Linked DNA regions of Mus musculus: all the other regions are linked to region 2. A link is a contact called in public promoter capture Hi-C data. All regions are on one chromosome and are shown on one strand. Each heading gives the region's core, a stretch centred on a gene start, on an enhancer-like site or on the middle of the called end of the contact. The rest is flanking DNA. Distances are from core to core; before and after follow the strand shown.

Evidence for each region. Promoter capture Hi-C pulls out the DNA fragments that hold promoters and counts their contacts.
Region 1: a promoter capture Hi-C map of liver shows a contact between it and region 2, with 2.6 times the contacts expected there. The contact joins the promoter of Sapcd2 here to the promoter of Card9 in region 2. A contact is called at or near these places in 5 of 39 promoter capture datasets (the C10 cell line, the HPC-7 cell line, hippocampal neurons and 1 more) and 1 of 115 datasets of contacts at active chromatin or transcription factors (bone marrow-derived macrophages).
Region 3: a promoter capture Hi-C map of hematopoietic stem and progenitor cells shows a contact between it and region 2, with 2.4 times the contacts expected there. The contact joins the promoter of Ptgds here to the promoter of Card9 in region 2. A contact is called at or near these places in 6 of 39 promoter capture datasets (the 3T3-L1 cell line, cranial neural crest, hematopoietic stem and progenitor cells and 3 more) and 2 of 115 datasets of contacts at active chromatin or transcription factors (pancreatic cancer cells and thymic regulatory T cells).

What each region holds. Positions count from the first base shown.
Region 1 is chr2:25,369,854-25,373,963 of GRCm38.p6, forward strand. Sapcd2 (suppressor APC domain containing 2) reads left to right here and starts at 2,182. Exons shown (of 7, transcript NM_001081085.2): 1 at 2,182-3,145; 2 at 3,563-3,664. The coding sequence starts at 2,578.
Region 2 is chr2:26,358,399-26,362,399 of GRCm38.p6, forward strand. Card9 (caspase recruitment domain family, member 9) reads right to left here and starts at 2,511. Exons shown (of 13, transcript NM_001037747.3): 1 at 2,389-2,511; 2 at 966-1,161; 3 at 416-553. The coding sequence starts at 1,149. The region is part of intron 1 of Gm13562 (a long non-coding RNA gene); the gene reads left to right.
Region 3 is chr2:25,468,396-25,472,065 of GRCm38.p6, forward strand. It overlaps Ptgds (prostaglandin D2 synthase (brain)), which reads right to left and starts at 1,354. Exons shown (of 7, transcript NM_008963.3): 1 at 1,165-1,354; 2 at 593-732; 3 at 438-514. The coding sequence starts at 1,278.

The DNA of each region.
Region 1 (4,110 bases), core at 932-3,431, 990 kb before region 2:
TGGGATTAAAGGCGTGCGCTACCACGCCTGGCTCCCTTTTTTATTTTTTGAAATGAATCCTTTCACAACTTCATACGTATATAATGTCCCTTGATCATATTCCCCCACCATCTTCCCTCATTCCCTCCTCTCAAATCCTTTCTTCTTCTTAACAAGACCCCTCACACTTTGATATCATGGTCTGTCTGTGTGTGTGTCCCACTGCATTTAATCAGAACTGAACATGAACGTCAGTTGGAGGCAAAGCTTCACTGCTAAGGACTATGACCCTCTTCCCCCAGAAACTATTAGCTGCCTATCACTGCCTAGGCAGAGGCTGGGCCTCATGGGCCTCCCTAGCACCCACCAGCTCTTATCTTCTTTGCAAGTTGCCTCAGTTGACCAGGGCCCTGGGTTGAGTCTTATTCGTTTTGCTGTGCGGAGCAGTGCTGGTTTCACTTTCTGTAGGTGGTTACTCCTGTACCTAGCTATGCATTTGTTCCAGGAACCCCCAAGGCCCCATCCTAGCATGGTTCCTCCCTGCAATATGGCATTTGCACTATCCCTCATCAAATAAAGATTCCTGTATGCTTATTATCCACTGAGTGCCTATACTTCAGACCAATGCTAGGCCTTGGGATGGCTCAGTTTTATTCCCAAACATCGCAGTAATTCATGGTAAGCAGTCACTACAGCCAGACATGTAAGGTAAAAACATTTAAGATTTGGGGGCAGGGGCAGAGGAAACAGGTGCCTGGGCTAAGTCTGAAGGGTTCATAGCAATCAATCAATACATAATCAATAGAGGTTAGCCCTCTTCATGTAGCCCAGGGCCTGGAAGAAAGGGAGCATGGATGGACACCCTGAGGACTAGGCAAGACAAGAAGTAATTAAAATATGAGACATCAGAGGGTCTTTGACCAGGTCTGTCCCCAAAAGGGTAGCTAAGGTCCATGGAACTCTGGGCCCACTAAAAATACCTTACTATGAATGAGCCACAACTTTGGGTGAGATGGGTGTGGTAGAGTACACCTTTAGTCCCAGCACTTGGGGGGCAGAGGCAGGCAGATTTCTGAGTTCGAGGCCAGTCTGGTCTACAGAGTTAGTTCCAGGACAGCCAGGGCTACACAGAGAAATGCTGTCACAAAAAACCTGTCTCAAGACAAACAATCAAACAAAAACAATTTTGAATGAGCAACTCCTAGAAAGGTGGAACCAGGGAAGTTGGGCAGGGAAGTTGCTTCCACAACTTGAGACACGTGCCCTATTGCCAGAGGCTTTCCCAGATGAGCTGGAGTGAAGTTCTGAGTTAAAGGGTCTGTCTGCAGGCATTCAGAAGGGTCTCTCTGTGTTTAGAAAGTGCAGGCAGCAGTTAACAGGTGGGCTGTTCTCAGTGGCTACATTTGTCTCAGTGACACCCAGGAGTTTGGGAATGTAAGCATGTGTAGGCATAGAGAACAGGCAAATGAATTGGCGGAGGGGGGGGGCATCCTAAGGATCTCCCTGGTCTCCAGGGGGTGCTCCTGCCAGCCCTGAGACGGGCTTCTGGGTTAAGACTGCAGCAGGCTAAGGCCTAGATAGAAGGGCCGAGTGGTCCCACTGCAGAGCTAGGCCAGGGCTGTGAGGGCCAGATTGACAGCTAGAGATGTCCCTTAAAAGGGCCAGATAGCCGGGCGTGGTGGTGCACGCCTTTAATCCCAGCATTCCGGAGGCAGAGGCAGATGGATCTCTGAGTTCAAGGCCAGCCTGGTCTACAGAGTGAGTTCCAGGACAGCCAGGGCTACACAGAGAAACCCTGTCTCCTAAAAAAAAAAAAAAAAAGGGCCAGAGCAGGGTCCCAGGACCAGAGCACCAATGGAGTTGGTCACCGGATGGGCATCTGGGGACAGAAGACAACTTGGCTTTGTCCTATAGTTGGCAGGACAAGACAGACTGTCCCAAAGGACCAAAGGTAGAGTTGGCAGTTGTTGGGACAGAGGCCTCAGTGAAGGAGAGCGCCCAACTGTCTGGAGCCTATAATCCTCTTGGGGCGTTCTTAATGCAAGAGAAGGGAGCCCCAGAGTCAATCGGCGCCTGGCCCCAGGGGACCCTCAGTGTAAAGGACCGAAGTGAGCAGGAGGGGCTAGACATTCTATCCTTACTTGTGAGGCTACTTGGGGTACAAGATCCGTGAAGGGCCCCAAGCTCCGCCCCTCAGAGAAGTGCCTGGGAAGGCGGAGCGCACATGAACCAGAGAAAAGGCTCTACCGAGGCAGGAGGGATGGTGGACGTGGAGACAGGGGGATCGTGGGCAGCAGCGGTAAGAACTCTGGCTGGTTCTACCCGTTTCTCGTTAAGTCTCCCAAGGGCCGGATGGTGTGGGCGCCCGCCCCTAGTGCAGGAGAAATCAAACTGGGACTGGTGGCTGCGGAGCCAATCCCGGAACAGATGGGCCAGTTTCGACCAATAGCCGCTGAGAATATTAATGAAAGCTGACGCGGCGGCGACCAGCTCTTCATTCAAAAACAGCAGCTATTGTCGCCGTGGGGAGCGCGCGCCGCCTTGCAGGTTCTGCCATCTGGTCTTGCGGGGACCGACGCGGGTGGAAGCTGGGCGCCCATGGCCGTGGCAGCGATGGCCGAGCGTGGCCGCCTATCGCACGCTGCGCCCGCTCCTAGTACAGAGGGGCTACCGCGAGCCTTTCTCCAGAGCCTGCGCACCCTCTTCGACATCCTGGACGACCGGCAACGCGGCTACGTGCACCTGCGGGAGATCGAGTCCCGCTGGCAAGGTGCAGACGCACGCGAGCTGCCGTGCGGCGTGCTCGAGGGCCTGCGCCAGGTGGCCCCGGCCAATGGCTACCTGACCTTCGAGCGTTTCGTAGCGGGCTTGCGCACCTCGCTGCTGAAAGCCGACGGCGGCCAGCGGGATCAGGCACGCGTCGCGGCCCGGCCTGGGGACCAGTCGTCCCTGCAGCAGCGCCTGATGTTCGCACCGGCCGATGAGCCGCGGACTGTCCTGGAGAGAAAGCCTCTGCCTCTGAGTGCGTGCCCTGCTTCTGGTGGCCCCAGTGGCACCTCCCGGAACCCTGAGCTGTTATGTGTCCCGGTGGAGGCGGCGTCCTGCCCCACAGAGACCGAGCGGCCCCTGAGCAAGGCGCTGGAGCAAATCCCCAGCGCGGATTTGGGTGAGTTTGGGTCCCTAGTCACACCTCGTAATTCCAGGGACTTGTGCTAGAAACTGGAGACCCACAGGGTCTTGTCAGAGGGGTGGAGATGGGGACGACTGTGAGCAGCCTCTTAAGGAAGGTTGGGGCCACCTGGGTGGAAAGGGGCTTTGGCCTGTGCCTAAGTGCTGAGGTAAGGGCAGAGGCCCGATACCAGGGCCAAGGGCTGATAAGTGACTGATAACTCAGGAGACGCCCAGTCTGTCTCAAACCTGAGCTAGGCATTGGAGCGTCTGTGGCCGTGAGAGAAGGCATCAGCCTGCTGTACCTGCTCTAGACCTGGGGACATCTGGGTCTTCATCTTCATTTCTGCGTGGCTGCTTGTGAACGTTTCTTCTTAAAAGTGCTCATGCTCTCATGCCCTAACCTGTCCTGAAGGCTCTTCTCAGTGTGACACCCTGCAGAGACAACCCGGCCTGCTTCTCCACCCAGGAGGCAGAGGAGGCAGCACAGGAGCACCTAGCACAAGTGCTGAAGAAGGTTGGGTGTATGTATGATGGTGTGTGTGTGTGTGTGTGTGTGTGTGTGTGTGTGTGTGTGTGTCCCACAGCACCTGCTGTGCTGTGCTGCTGCAGATACACTGCCAGACACAGACCAAAGTCTCTGGGGAATCCAGCAGGCTTCTCTCCCTCCTTCCGGTCTAGTTGGCTGGGACAGGAGACTGTTGAATAGCCCCCTGTCTGCCTTGAGAACAGGACCTGCATTATGCCTGAGCCTGGAGGCAGGTTCTCAGGAATCTAAGCCCCTCTTCCAACCCTGTTCCCCATTTATCCTGTGCACTGCCCTGTCAGGGCTGCCCACTCATGGCAGCTGCCAGTTCATTTTAGTACACAGAGGGACAGAGACAGAGAGAGACTGGGCTCTACTTGCGGTTCAAGCCTTGACTCCCTGTTCTTGTGGAAGGGGAAGCTTCTAGGCATAGCTGG
Region 2 (4,001 bases), core at 1,261-3,760:
TGCCATCGCCCCTGCCCTGTTTATCTCACAGTGCTCTTTATGAGATGAATGAGAATTGATGGGGTTGTGGCTCTTCCATCAGGAGAGGACACCTCTGTCCCCTCTGGGAACTGTAGGATTCTGCTCTTGGCTGACAACTGGGCCCTGCAGAAATGGCACTTCAGAGGGGTCACTACTTCTCAGTGAAATTTCCAGGCTGTGAGTAGGAAAGGCAGAGAAGGGCTCCCCTTCTAGAGACCAGTAAGAGCTCAGCAATTCAGGAAGACCCTGCCCCCTAGAGCCTGTGAGTATCATCAGGGACCACTACCCTGATCTACATCGTAAGGCTTGTTATCACACTTAGTCACTCCAACGCCATCATAGAAGCCAGGACCCGAGTCCACCCACAGCAACAACCCACACCCGTGCCTCTCACCAATGATCATGGAGAAGACGCGTGCTGGCTCCTTGCCAGTGACTTTCCGGTATAACTGAGGGTAGTAGAGCTCCAGGCTCTCGAGGAAAGCCACGTAGCCCTTGTGGCCTGTCCGCTGCAGGATGTCCAGGAGCACACCTTCAGGTGGAAGACAGAGTCAAGGCCAAGGGCTGGCGGGTGGAGGCTCTTGGAGATGGGTAGGATGATTACTCTGGGTAGACATCCCAAGCTCTAGCAACCCCCTTCCTTCTGGGCCATTGAATAAGGCGCCCTGCAGGTCTCAAGTCTAGGTGGGACAGGGTGCTGCCTTCCCTCTGGTGGCTGTCTCAGGCAGGGCCTGAACAGTGGTGGGGACTCCCCTTCCTCCACTGGGCAACAGCAGGTAGACAGGACAAGAGGGGAGGAGTCTCTCACTCATATATCCTACACGGGGATGGAGCTGAGTGGGGACAAGGCCAGGGCAGTGAAGAGAGCATGGAGTGGCCTCTGGCTGGGTGTCTTATGGGGGTCATGCAGGGCTAGAGCCTGCTGGTGTGGGAGCAGTCCTCACCCACTTTCCGCTTGCGGATGACCAGGTTGGGGTCACTGAGCACCTGCTCCTCATCATCGGGGTTCAGGACTTTGCACTGGCGTAGATAGGGTGTGATCCGGGAGGGGTCAATGACAGAGATGAGCTTCACCCGGAAGCTCTCCAGGGTGCTCCAGCACTCGTCGTCATTCTCATAGTCTGACATGTCCTCTGTAGGCTGCGGTTATAATTGGGGAGAGCAGCTGAGGAAGTGCCCACCTTCTGTTCCCTGTCAGCCTAGGATAGGACCCAGGCCTGAGTGTCAGGGCAGGGCTTTGGGCAGGGTCAGAAGGGATCCGTTCTAGGGAAATTTCAGGGCTCAGCCCTATCTCCTCAGCCTCATGGACAGTTTCTGAGGGGAAGCAGAGGTCCATAGACAAGCCACCTCAGACCACCTGTCAAACTGAGCACCCCCAAGCAGCTGCCCGGCCCCTGTCATCTCAGGCTTTCTCATATGGATATGTAGGGAAGTGACCGGTTGGGGTCTAAGAGAATACTCTTTGTACAACAGCCCTGCTCTAGCTTCTGCCCCTACCCAAAAGTGCTCTGGCATGCCCTGGAGGTAGGAGCTTTTGCCTCTAGTGGCCATCCTACATAGTACCTTCTTGGGTGGCATGGACCCTTGCTGGCCAGTCTCCAGATTGGGACTAAGAGGGTCAGGTTGGCTGGAGGCTTTCTCACTGTGCAGGGGGCCAGGCCTATGTCTGACTTCCTCCTTCCCTGACAGCCCCGTGCCCTTCAGGCCTTCCGTTGTAGCCAGCTGGTGATGCAACAGCCTGTGGCACGGTGCTATTCCGGGAGGGCTGGGAGGGTTGGCCGCAGGAGCATGTCTGCCTTCCTGCTAGGCTGGAGTATACTGGAAGGGCAGGCAATGTCATCCACAGTCTACAGACATCTGCTGTGGCTTCCCTCCAGTTTGCTTTTCTGCCGCTAGATGAGCCCTGGCCTTTGGCCACATGATGGGAATCAACCAGGCCAGTTGTATGTAGGGGGTTACTCATGTGGACAAGTGTAGCCTCAGTGAATGGCTTCAATGATTTTAGGGCTGAGTTAAGGTGGCCATAGAGCGCCCCTGGCTCAGTCCCTAACCCCAGCGGAGCTGCACCTCCAGTTAGAGACACGGCCATGGCAGGCCTCTTCTTCAGAGGCATCTCTTGGCTTCCTGCTGCTTTCTGGTTGACCCAGTGGACAGACATTTCTCTAAACCTTGGGCCTATGGCCTGCCATTGCAGCCCCACAGCCACATGGTCCAGCACTGGAGGACTATGCTGCAGTGTACAAGGATTAATCAAATGAAGGCGTGAGGATGGAGGATGCCACCTGCCTGTAGGTACTTACGCGCTCCAGGATCCCCAGCAGTCACCACAGGCTTCCACCCACCTTCCTGGAAGGGTACTGAACTTACCTCAGGGTCTTGTGAGAGCTACCTGCCAGCAGATGCTGTCTGGGTTATGGACATACCAGGAGCCTGGGTCTCTGGGAGTGTGGAGGGGTTCCCTAACTGGAGAAGGGTGGAGCCATGAAGGAGGCTGTGCACTTCCTGATTGATGTGTTCTGGTTGACGCCACAAGCCAGCCAGTCCTCCCGCAGGGGACAGTCTACCTTCTGATTGGCCCATCCAGGAACAGAACAGAGGGAAGTAGAAGTACTCTGGGAGCAGAGGAGCCCTCCCTGCCTGCTCATCTGAACTGGATGGGCAGTCCAAGGTCCTCCTGGATCCAGGCTTCTGAAAGTTGCTTTTCTAACATGGCCCTGCCTCATATCCTCATCTGCCGTCTAAGGACAGTGGTGCAGGGTAGGTGCAGTGGGACAAAGCTTGGTCAAAATCTACAAGCTGTAGGCAGCTATAGTCCTCTATGGATTGCGTGCCACAGCCTCTCCTTCAGGGTGGCCCTTCAAGAGTCAGCCTGAGGTGGGCGTGGGGACCTGCTAGCCCTGCCCAGCCAGTGTAGCTGTTAGACAGGCGCTGCTGTCTAGCCTACAAGATGAGTTGAGGCAAAAGCTTCCAGTGCTGTATGGGAAGGAAGGGTGGGACACTTATGCAGAGCCCCAGCTGGCCCCTTCTGTAGCTTACTGGCCCTCTGCTTGCTCCTATGGGGACAGTGGCCTTGAAAATACTTCCAAAAGCAGCAGTCAGGAGTCCTCTTTGGCCTTGGGGGGCCACACTGCTAGGGATTGTGGCTTGCTGGGTTTCCAGGACGGCAAGGGAGTCCATCCATGGCTTTGCAGTCACTCCAGGAAGGAGGTCACAAGGCCTCCACAGTGGTGGCTTCTTAAAAGTGTTAATAACATGAAACTTTTGCTCATAAAACTGAAGTGGAAGTCAATAGCACAGATAGCTGAAGAAACCCCAAGTTCTCCAGAATGGAGAAACCCAGTGCAGAGGTTAGAAGGAGCCATGACAAACACGCGTCCCTGGATGTGTGACGGCCATCAGCTGGAGTGACAGCTGGTACAATCACTAGGACTAGGCTGGTCATACCATTTTACTATGAGCTGCAAGCTTCCCACAGAGGATGAACACATGTAAAAACTAAATCCTGGCCAGCCTGGTCTACAGAGGGAGTTCCAGGACAGCCAGGGCTACACAGAGAAACCTTGTCTCGAAAAACAAAAACAAAACAAACAAACAAAAAATAACTAAATCCTGGAGAGCCAAGGGCCCAGGATGTATAGTCTGGTGTCATGGAAATAGTGACTAAGAAAAAGGAGAGATGAACCGGCAGTTAAGAGCACTGACTGCTCTTCCAGAGGTCCTGAGTTCAATTCCCAGCAACCATCTGGAAGGGATCCGATTCCCTCTTCTGGTTTGTCTGAAGGGAGTGACAGTGTACTCACATACGTAAAACGCTTTTTTTTTTTTTTAAAAAGGGAGAGACAAGACCCAATGGGGTCTCAGCACCATGCCAAACACAAGCCTCCTATCCAGTGAGAGCTGCTGCTGTGGTAGATGCTGGTTCTGGGGACCTCCCTGAGAGATACAGGCCAGATGGGGACCTCGCCTAGGGGTACAGGCTA
Region 3 (3,670 bases), core at 104-2,603, 890 kb before region 2:
CCTGAACAGCCTGGGAACACTGTCTCCAAACCATAAGTCTTAGGGAGAGAGTAGAAAGCACTTAGACCGAAGACATCAGCAGGCTGGGTTACAATATAGCCGGAAGGCAAAGGGAATAGGGTTCTGGTGGGGAGCCAGAGCTCAGGTGAGGGGTGGAAAGAGGTCCTTGGATAGAAGCTATGAAATGTGGGTAGGATTTGGGGAATGCCTGTATGTGACCCACTTGAGCAGCAGAGTACTGGAAAATTCCATTTGGGCAGGAAAGGGACCTTGAAGAATGTGGGTGGGCCTCAGAGAGGCTAAAGTCCCCAGAGAGAGGTGGCCCCGTGTGCCTGAGGCAGACTCACAATCAGACCTGGCCTTGGATGTGCTGTGACCATTATCCCCACAATTTTGGGACAGAGGGTTGTACCCAGATAAGGAAGTGGCTCACTCACGGGGGCTGCTGTAGGTGTAGTGTCCAGGAGCCCCCGCAGGCTGCAGTACCATGATCTTGGTCTCACACTGGTTTTTCCTGTGGGTAGATTGCCCTTGAAGTAAGGGACCAAGCCCCAGGATGTCTCCCAGAATTTGCCATAACCCCTTGTCTCACCTGAGGAAGGTAGAGGTGAGATTGAGGCCGCCTTCTGTGGAGGGGGCTACCACTGTCTTGCACATATACAATACAGCTTTCTTCTCCCGGAACCAGCTTGAGTTGGAGGCGAGGCCCGCGCTGTACCAGCGCCCCAGGAACTGCGACCAGTGGATGCCTGGGTCTGCTCCATGAGCCCCTCATGGGCAGACCCTGGTGGGCTGGTCTTCCCTCCTCTGACTCCTCCCCACACAGGTCCTAGCAGCATGCCTCTCTCTCCACTCCCCTCCCTTTCTAGCAGGCTGGCTCATCGCCCCATGGAGGAGTGGGTAGCAGAGACCCCCCTCTTTCCCCAGGGTGTTGAACTCCTTGTCTTTGTCACAGCCCTCATCCTAGTCCACTATATCAGAGCATACCACATTCCTGACAGAGTCAGGTGGACCAACCAGGCTGTGTGCCAGGGTGGTTCCAGCTAGCTCCCATGCACAAGCACACAGGCTGACAGTGCCCAGAACACCCTCTTTGGTAAGAGAAAGCCTGGCTCTGGCCTGAGGGCTCTGCTTCTTTGGGTGTGGGGTAGGGGGCCTTCTCACCTTGTCTTGTTGAAAGTTGGGCTGCACTGTGTCATGGCCCTGGGCTGGGGTCTGTGGGAATCCCAAGAGACCCAGGAGGACCAAACCCATCCACAGCATGCGAAGAGCAGCCATTTGCTCAGAGCAGAGCAGGTGCCTGGGCCTGATGCCAGCAATGTGGACAAAGCAAGGAAAACTGGGCAGAAGGAGCAGAGGGCACTGTGGAGACCCCCTATTTATGAGTCAGGCTTGGCCTCCACCCAAAGCCCAAGGACTGCCCACTGAAGGCTCGTGATGTTGGTGTGAGGGAGGGTGGCTGTCCCAGCTGCAGCCTCATCTGCTAATTATGTAAGAGGTTCCAGCTGAGCCCCACACCTCCTAGAAGAAGAAACCTCTGCCTGCCCCCATCCCCAGCTCCAGAGGCAGAACTGGCTCAGACCTTGCCCACTCCTGCCGGCAAAGCCCACATACCTCACAGTGGGGATGGTGCCGGGTGTGTACTCTGGCGCTTCCCTGCTGCTGGAAAATCTAGTCACTTCCCACCTAGGGCTAAGACCTGCTTCTCACAAGCCCTACCTATCATCCCTCTCCAAGTCCCATGACCCCAGCAGGGAACACAAAGCACCATTTGTGCCTTGAACATTTGGTCCTGAAAGGCTAGCAGTCATGAGGCCATGAGGAACCCTCACCAAGATAAAGAAGCTCACGCACTCTACCCTGAAGCAAATCCAAGAACCGGCATGTTGAGTACAGCCTCCCCCGTGGTCAGCTTCTGGGGTTCACATGGTGGCCCTTTGGGCTCCCATAGAGGTGGTGGGTGGGAAGGGTGAAGCGGTGGGCTTCAAGCTACTATAGGTGAGGACAGAGTCTGTGGCTTCCTCCTGGCTTCCAAGATCTGTCTCTGGATGGGACACCAATGACCACAGAAGAGAGAGAGAGCCAGCCCACACTGCCCTTCATCCCGTCCCTGGGGCCCAGGAACATTTATTTATCCTGGGTTCTGGGGCACAGGATCATTTAACATGAACATCTGAGTGGTCTTTGTGAGGAAGGTCTCTTGCTTTCTCACTAATGTTGGGGCTACCGGAAGTGGGTAGATTCCAGAACCCCTTTACTCAGCCCACCTCAGCCCCTCCCTGCCCAGAACACTCAGCTCCATCCATGCCCAGAACCTAAGGAGAGAGGATCTGTCAGAGGGAAGCTGACCACAGAGCCCGACCCCAGCCAGGCCCAGCGGCTGATCTGGGAGTTTTCTCCAGAGGGGCTGAGGATGGGGGCAAGAAGAACAACATGCCAGGTGGTGGTGCCGCACGCCTTTAATCCCAGCACTTGGGAGGCAGAGGCAGGCAGATTTCTGAGTTTGAGGCCAGCCTGGTCTACAGAGTGAGTTCCAGGACAGCCAGGGCTACACAGAGAAACCCTGTCTCAGAAAAACAAACAAACAAACAAACAAACAAACAAACAGAAGAGCAACATGGCAAAACCTGGGAGCATCAACCTGTGTGTGGGGTCCTGTAGATGACTGAAGCAGAGTAATGGGAAGTACTTCCAAGTGTGGAAGCCTCTTGTGGTTTAGATCTGACATGTCCCCAGCACTCTGCTTAAACGTCCTCTGATGGATGACAGTTCTCTGGGGATCTGTGGAACCTTTAGGAGGTGTGGTCTCGCTGGGAGAAGTAGGTCGCTGGAGAAGGGCCTTTGAAGGTGATTTTTGGCCTCTGTTCCTGCTGCTTTCTCTTCTCCATTGTTCCTGGTTCCATGCCTCAAAATAAATCTTTCTTCTCTAAAGTTATTTCTGCCCAGATACCGTGGTTTGATTTTTCCCCCATTATTTATTTATTTATTTATTTATTTACAGCTCGATTGCTGCCCCTCTTCCTAGTCCTCCCTCCCACAGCCTCTCCCTCACCCCCACCCCTTCTCCTCTGAGAAGGTAGTAGCTCCCCCTCCCATCTCTCTCCTCCAAGGTACATCAAGTCTCTGCAGGGCTAGGCAGATTCTCTCCCACTGAGGCCAGACAAGGCAGCCCACTTAGGGGAACAGGATCCACAGGCAGGCAACAGAGTCAGGGACAGCCTGACAATTCCAGCAGTTGCAAGGAATACTGTGGTTTTTAATGACAATGAAGTAATCCAGTCCTCTTGGAAGGACCATGGCACTCAGACTGACTCTTGGTGGTTCTACTTCCAAAGTCAACCCTGCCTGGTGAGGTAGGGGCTGCCTTGTTTCCAAGCCATTATGGGCCTTTTGCTGACCACACACTCCTGTGTACCCCTTCTGGACCAGCCCCAGGACCCCACCTTACTCCGCACCCATCCACAATGCTGCTCAGGCTGGACTGCTCCACCGGAGAAGGAATGGTGCCGATCCTGGTGGGACCTTGGGTAAAGGTCACTGAGAAGGGACAGCACCCTTGGTCCTAGGCTGCCTCTGGAGGGGACAAGCTTCTGAGGTCCGTAGGCTTGCCAACCCCCACCACAGTAGAAGGCTTCTCCCCACCTAGATTTTTGCCCCCGAAGTGTCCTGT